Regions from separate parts of the Macaca mulatta genome. Here region 2 is linked to region 1. Evidence: chromatin contacts called from public Hi-C data. All regions are on one chromosome and are shown on one strand. Each heading gives the region's core, a stretch centred on a gene start, on an enhancer-like site or on the middle of the called end of the contact. The rest is flanking DNA. Distances are from core to core; before and after follow the strand shown.

Region 1 (4,194 bases), core at 366-2,865:
GCACAGTCAAGGGTGACAGAGAACTACTCTCTAAGGATTACCTGGGGTCTGAGTCATTTCAGAAGATTACACAGAATTTTCCACAGTTTCTGAAAGGTGAAAGCTTTCCAAGACAAAATAAAATCTGGTCGATAGCCTTTTGGATGAAGTCAGGCTGACATGTCACAGCTTTGAGCTAAACAGTGTATTCAAGTCCTACTATTTTGCTGTAAGACCCTGGATAAAGTCTTACAATGTGTAATTTATTCTTGGCCCAAGTTTCAATTCTGCTCTGAAGTAAGGTCACGAGAGAGATTTCCACAAATTTTGGTGAATTCTCTTATTTGTAAAGTTCTTCTGGGAAAGAAGTGGAGTAATTTATTCCAGGACTTGATCTACAAAGTCAAGATAAAGCCCACACTTTGTCTACATATATCTCTTTTCCTAAACTCTTATTTTGGTTAGTGTGCCCTTTCATGTAACACCAATTCTCGGCATGTCAGAATCAGATTCCAGACATGTCGACTTTACAGACATGAACAGGCCCATAGAAGTCCTTTGCATTGCCTAAATTCAGCTCCCATTAGCCACTGAGAGTCAGGATAACTCTTCATTAGGTATAATAGGTTTTTTTTCTTTTAATTTCAATGTAAATCATCACTCTTTATCTTTTAAAAAACTGCCACCATATCCATTTTTTAAAAATTTAGTTTTCCACCAGGAGTTCAAATCCCTAAATCTCTTGCTTTTGCAAATCCTTCTCTTGACTCCCCCAAAGGACTTTTTAAAAACGGATTCTTAAGATCGTCCCCAAGACCACTGGAAAACTCAAAGGTCATTTTTAGATTGACTACTCGAGAGTGGTATACATATTCCCACAACAAAATTATCTAACCCATGACCCTTAACATTGCTTTTAGTAGGCCTTAGGGGAGGAAGCCGTAACAAATCAACCAACTTTAAAATGAAAACTCCTGGAGCTGGAAATGTTCGACACTCATCTTTACAGCTCTTAGCGTGGTAATGGAGAGTGAAGGGAAACGTAGCCAAGAAAGGCATCCAAAAAGACACATTAACCAAAGACTGCTGGATGTTTACTAATATATTTTATAGTCAACTGGTTATCGCGGGGAACCAAAGAAGGGTCCAGGTGCACCAGGTAACCCTCAGAGCAACCCCGACCGCCACCGCCACCGCCGCCGCCGCCGCCGCCGCCGCAGCAGCCAGGGAAGGGCCAAGCAGGCTGCTGTGCGCACGCGCGGCCCCGGCCTTTGTATTCGGGCCGGGATTTAAAAGACCCCTGCGTGCGCGCGCGCTCGCCAGCCAACCTGCCCTGCCGTGAGGGGCGCAAGGGAGGGGCAGTGCTGGCCCCGGCATTACCTGCCCGCGTTCTCCGCTTCCATTCCCCGAGGCAGCTGATGCGGACGGCTCCACCTGCCAGGCACACGGGCGGCCGGTCTCTGTAGTACGCGTCGTACTCACTGCGGTAAGACAACCCCAGAGACCTGGGCCGGATGGCTGGCAGTACCCCAACAGTGGCTGGACTCAAGCTCCTCCCCCAGGCTTCTGCCCTCCGCCACGGACCCCCTTTCTGCGCTGCACTTCCGCCTCCTCTGAGCCAAATCCCACGCGTACTGACCGTCACGTGATGCAGGACAGCCCAATCACGCTCACCCTTTTCTCGCAGGGCGCCCCAACTCCGCCGCTTGGCTTTTCGGGAAGGGTGGAGGACCAGAAGACTGGGACTAGGAGCCCTCCGCTGACGTCAGCTTTTGTCCCCAGTATTTTCGGGGACTGGTGGACGCGTGGGCTATAGGGTGCTGACCTTTGGGTGCTGTGTATATGGGATGATGACGCTTATCAGCATTATCTAGTCCTTTCCACCCCGAAATTCGCGCCGATTAAAGACTGTTGCATTATCAGGTAATGAGATGTGAGGGAGAGACTTTGAAAGTGGAAAACCTGGTCGTCGAGGCCACTGTGCCATCTTGGGCCTCAGTTTTCTTATCTGTGAAATGAGGGTGAATGTAAAGCTCTACATAAACCGCTCTCTGCTTTACTTTGGATATGTGAGAATATTAACCTTTGACGTCTACGAGACTAGATCCCATTCGAGCATCACCTCCCATAACCTTACAGACTAACCCCACTTTTACATCTCAGTGGTTCGTAATCTTACAAACTAACCTCTCTTTTATGTCCCCGTGGTTCTTACAGCTGGCTTGTTTCATTAGTTCTCCATTTCTGTCACTGGTGTTTGTACTTTATTAAGGAACTCTTAATGGAATAGGCTTTTGGGTTTTTCTAGTTTGCAGGATGATAAAAAACGTGACTGCTGTATTTGTTAGGTTTCCTGAGTTCCTGCATATAGTAACAGGTAACTCCAAACCTTCGGTGGTTTACAGCCACAGAAGTTTATTTCTCACTCACGTGACCTGTGAGCTGGGAGATGACTGTGGCTCTGTGCTCCATGAATTTTCTTCATTCTAGGATCCAGGAAAAGGCTCTCGTGAGTAAATAAAGAAAGGTTAATTTGTAGTATATCAATTATTTAAAGTTTAAGTGAAACTTTTAAAACAGTACAGAACTTTTACAAATACCCTGTCCATTAGTAGATACTACTCAGAACCTGGCACATGGTAAATATTCAATGAATGTATGTTGAATGGATGAAAAAAAGCCCATCCTCTCTGATTTTGCCAATGGCTCAGGACCGTCGTCTAGAAAAGTCTTACATCAGGTGGCTTGTCTCAGTTATTTCAGGGAGAGAATTCTGGTGACTGAAAGTGTGTGTGAAGAGAGCAAACTTTTCTCAGGATGTCTGCACTTGGGGAATTACCTTGGGCAGCAAGGGCTTCCCTCACTGTGGGTTGCTGTGCTTCTGGGTCCTGCCAACTCCACTCAGAACCTCAAGAGACCAGGGTCCTCTGCTCAATCTTGCATGGCAAAAGAAAGTTTATGGGAGGAGGCCGGGCGTGGTGGCTCACGCCTGTAATCCCAGCACTTTGGGAGGCTGAGGCGGGCGGATCACCTGAGGTCAGGAGTTCGAGACCCACCTGGCCAACATGTCGAAACCCCATGTCTGCCACCTGTAGTCCCATCTACTCGGGAGGCTGAGGTGGGAGAATCGCTTGAACCCGGGAGGCAGAGGTTGCAGTGAGCCGAGATCGAACCACTGCACTCCAGCCTGGGCTACAGAGTGAGACTCCATCTCAAAAAAAAAAAAAAAAAAGAAAAAAAAAAAAGAAAAAAAAAAAAAGAAAAAAAAAAAAGAAAGCTTATGGGAGGAGTTGTCGGTGAGGACACTGAACCTGAAAATGGTGAAGCACTTGCAGCAAACTGGCTTTTGTCCCATCAGTGTCTCTCTCTCTCTCAACATCCTGCGTCTGAGTCTGGAAGACAAACTTTTTCTGCTTGTGAGCATGGCCCACCAGAGCTGGGGAAGCCTGGGAGATGTGTTACTCTCTTATCTTTGCCATTTGTGCCTCTACTTCAGGAGAGACTTAGTATGATAGGACAAATGATAGAACAACTGCAAAAGACAAGCCAAGTCACTTCAGCTTGTTTCCCTTTCTCCTCTTCGTAATGCCTCCTCTCCCTTTCTGGAACGTAGTGAGCTTACTTCTCTAGTAGCTAATGTTGTGCCAGTTAGTTACATCTTACTGTCAACAAGGCTTGCTATTGGGTAGGATTTGTCCAATAGTAGATTTTCATCCATAAGTGGGTACCAGTGTCCTTACTGCATATGAGGGCTTTTGAGACCAGTACAAGAATTGGTGCTAAAGACAGCAGTTATATTCAGAATAATGATGATGATGATGATGGTGGTAATTATAGCTGTTAACATTTATTGACTGTTTAATATGTGCCATGGACTGCTGTAAGTACTTTGTCTATATTAATTCATTTAATCCTTAGGATTAAATGTGAGTCAAGGTTGCATCTTTGTTTGGGCTGCTATAACAAAATATCAAAAACTGGGTGGCTTTATAGACAACGCACATTTATTTCTTAGAGTTCTGGAGGCTGGGAAGTTCACGATCGGGGTGCCTGAAGATTCAGTGTCTGGTGAGCGGACCCACTTGCTGGTTGATAGATGGTACCTTCTAGCTGTGTCTTCACGTGGTGGAAGGGAAGAGGCAGTTCTCTGGGCCTCTTTTATAAGGGCACTAATCACATTCACGAGAGCTGTGTCCTTCTGACCCAACCACCTCC
Region 2 (3,779 bases), core at 806-3,305, 97 kb before region 1:
CAAAAACTTAAGTATAAACATGTACAACTGATGCTAAGTAACAGGTATCTTGATGTTATAAATGTTGCACTGGGTATGGGAAAAAGACTTGCCAGGAAACTTTGGCTTTTAAGTGAAGTGGAAACATTTTCTGTAAAGCTATAAAATGTGAAGTTTACATTACTTGAACAATGTCAAAATGTGTTAAACAATGTTAGTAATGTTGCAATCTTTTGAAAAATTATGAACAATATCATTATTAAAGCCTCAGAATGAAATAATATTAAATACACTTACTTGTAACTCATATAACTCATTGCTGTATCTTCCATATTCAACCATACCCCCAAATACTAATATTCTGGTACCATCACAGACAAATCCATGGGCAGCACAGCCTGGAGGGATATCTCCTCTAACAGCTGGCAGAAACCACTGATTCGTAGCTAGTTGCCAAAATAAAATTAAAACTGATTATAACCAACAACGGTTATCACATACTATCAGCAAGTACTTTACATATATCATCATTATCAGTGGGTCTCAACTGGGGATGATTCTGCCCCCCAGAAGACATTTGGCAAAGTCTGGTGACATTTTTAGTTGTCACAACTGGAGGGGGCTGTTACTGGCATCTCGTAGGTAGAGGCAGGGATGCTGTCAAACATCTTACAATGTACAGGGCAATACAGGGCAGCTTCCCCCGACCTCTACAAAGAATTACCTGGCCCAAAAGGTCGACGGTGCTGCTGTTGAAAAACCCTGATCTGTATCATTTAATTCTTATAAAACCCCTGCTGGGTGAGTATAAAAATCTCCATTTTACAACTGAAAATTGTGAAGCTAAAAAAGGTTTGGTAACTTCAGCGCTGATCCTGGGCAACTGGCAGAGCAAGATTCAAATCAGGTCTAATTTGTTCCAAAGCCAGGGTTTTGAACACTAAGACCAAACTGTCAGTAACTTTTTAACTTCATATGCTGGGGCGCTGGGAGGAGGAGAGGGTGAAAAAAATAAAATTTCTCAGACTCCACTATTTTGTTAACCTTCAAATTATTCCTGTGATTAAGCTGTTTCGTCCGAGAAAAGTTATCAGGCATGAAGTAGACCCAAAATTCCATCACTGTCTTTACACCGAAAAGATTTCTTGTGACAGCCTGAGCATTTACAAGGGGGAAAAAAATTAAATTCCAGACTCCTTTCTATTCCACAGAGGTCCTCAAAGATAGGGGCTCCTTGCCCAGGGACACTTGTGATCTGCAGTGGTGCTCAGGTTATGACAGTCCTCTTTCCGAGGGCCAGTCCAGAAGGGCGCCCACACCGAGTATGCAGACACAAGGCCGCCTCACCACGTCCCCGCCGGTTTAGAGCGCGGCCCACGGAGGGGCTCTTGACCGTTACCTGCCAAACACCGGGTTGTATTTGAGGCAAGAGTGCCAGAAGGCCTCTCGTTTTCCCTCCTCACCCCCTAGATGGTCTTCCTCCTAAGGAAGGCAGGTAGGCAAAGCCGGGAAAGGCCCGACGGAACTTTGGTTTGGAGTGGGTTTTGTTTTTTGACAGGGGCGAGATTTCGGGGAGTAGCCCAGGCAGTTGGACACGGTCTTCTGTCGCCTGCGTCCTCCAGCAGCGCTGGGGCGGGGGCGTCCGGGATCCCCCGCTTGAAGACCGGTGCACCCCGCTCGGGGTCCGCTGCGTCCCCGAGGGTCCCGGAGATCCAGAGCTGCCGTCCGGGACAGAGCTGCGGGACCCGGGCCGCCCGGCCGAGCCGCGCTCCCCGCCGCCCGCCCGAGGAAGCAGTGACCGGGCGGTGACAGCTGTCAGTGCCGCGGCCGCCGCCTCGCCTCCCCTCCCCCTCCGCGGCTCCCGCAGGCGGGGCCGACGAGCCACCGCCGCGCCTACCCGTGTTGTAGACGTGCAGCTCATCCGCGATGCCCTCATTTCCCCCTCCAAAGATGATCATCAGCTCCCGGATGGCCACCGCTCGGTGTCCGTGTCGGGCGCGGGGTACCGGCCCCGTGAAGGAAGAAACCCGCCTCCAGTTGAGGAGGCTGGGAGCCGCCATCTTCCCAACCCCCGCCCCTCTGCCCACAATGCACCGCTCCCGCCTCAACCCGCTGCTCCCTGGGGAGGGCGGGGAACCGCCTCCAGCTGTGCTGGGGTCACGTGGCCGCGGGCGCCGGGGGCCAGGCTGGAGGCCCGCCGGCAGGGGAGAGACGCCGGGGAAGGGGGGGTCCTGAGAGGGGAGCCCCAACCCCATCCCAGGCGACGTGGCCAGCGGCCACCCGGGGCAACGCACCTTAGGGTGGAAGGACACTTCCCACTGACCACGTCTCCCGTCCCCACCCAGAGCCTCCCGTTCGGTATTTTGGGGAGAAGGCACAGCATCTTCCTTTACGTCCACTTTAATTGAGCATCTAGGATGTGTGGGCGAGGCAGTGTCACAAGCAACGTGAGAGAAGCTCGTGTAGAGGTGCGAAGAGCTGGGAGCGCAGGGCGGGGACCTCGCAAGGGAGGGTGCGGGCGGGAGCCCGCCTCGCGAGCCCGGGCCACGGCCGCTTCTCTCGACCGTGACTGGGACCCGGGCAGGGAAGGTCGCTACAAAGCCTGCCAGGGCGAACCGAGGGCAGCTTTGTGGGGAGCCATGCCAGGAAGCTTGGGAACCGTGAGCCACAAGAGGTATTTTTGGTTTGTTTGGCTTAAGCAGAGAAGAGATGGTTTGTAGGTTTCTGTTTCATTGCTAGCTAACAAGTGAGGGCTGTCCACAGCCAGGAATGCCTTAAGTGCCTCATGTGTATTAACTCGTGTAATCCATCCAACAATCTAGTGAGGTGGCTCCTGTTATCTCCCTTTCGTGGATGGAGAAATGAGGCACAGTGCAGTTAAGTAATATTATGAGGAACACAAAGGAAAGGTGTTGAAAAAAAGATTGGGGCCAGGAATCAACCACGGGACTTCTGATTCCAGAACCCCCAAGCCCTTATACCATATACCATACTGCCTCTGATAGCAGTCATATCCAACCATTGTGCAATACTGCCTCTGATAGCAGTCTTACGCAACTCTTTATTTTTATTTATTTATTTTAGATAGGGTCTGGTTCTGTTGCCGGAATGCAGTGGCGCTATCAGAGCTCACTGCGAGCTCCAGCTCCTGGGCTCCAGCGATCCTCCCACCTCGGCCTTCCACAGTGCTGGGACTACAGGCGTGAGCCACCGCACCCAGCCAATGCAACTCTTAATAAGGCCTAGCTGCCCTGTGATTTGATCCTACAGGTAATCACACAAGTCCATTAGGAATAAAATTGCACTGCATATGGGATTCATGCCAAATGAGTAGATTTTAGCTGCTCTTGCCACAGAAACACAAAAAGGGTTGGTGGTAACTATATGAGATGATGGATATGTTAATATGCTGCGCTGTAGTAACTTTGTGACTGTATCAGCTGTCCCCTACCTTTTTGGCACTAGGAACCTGTTTCATGGAAGACAATTTTTCCACGGACTTGGCAGGGGAGTGGGGGGTATGGACTTGGCAGGGGGGTGGAGGGTATGGTTTCGGCATGAAACTGTTCCACCTCAGATCATCAGGAATAAGATTCTCATAGGGAGTATGCAATGTAGATCCCTCCTATGGGCAGTTGACAGTAGGGTTTGAGCTCCTCTGAGAATCTAATGCGCGGCTGATCTGACAGGAGGCGGAGCTCGGGAGGTCATGGGAGTTCCGAACAGACCGAGGACTGGTTGCTGGGGATTAGAGACCCCTGGTCTATATGATATCATAACTTCATATTGTATATCTTAAA

The links. A called contact is a pair of places that touch in the nucleus more often than the background predicts.
Region 2: a contact with region 1 is called in a Hi-C map of liver, with 1.6 times the contacts expected there. The contact joins the promoter of HCFC2 here to the promoter of TDG in region 1. A contact is called at or near these places in 3 of 14 Hi-C or Micro-C datasets (CD4 T cells, blood and liver).

The regions. Positions count from the first base shown.
Region 1 is chr11:111,187,349-111,191,542 of T2T-MMU8v2.0, reverse strand. TDG (thymine DNA glycosylase) reads right to left here and starts at 1,615. Exons shown (of 9, transcript XM_015152624.3): 1 at 1,360-1,615. It also overlaps a transcript of UQCC6 not described here.
Region 2 is chr11:111,285,628-111,289,406 of T2T-MMU8v2.0, reverse strand. HCFC2 (host cell factor C2) reads right to left here and starts at 2,055. Exons shown (of 15, transcript NM_001261732.1): 1 at 1,877-2,055; 2 at 277-425. The coding sequence starts at 2,039. It also overlaps a transcript of GLT8D2 not described here.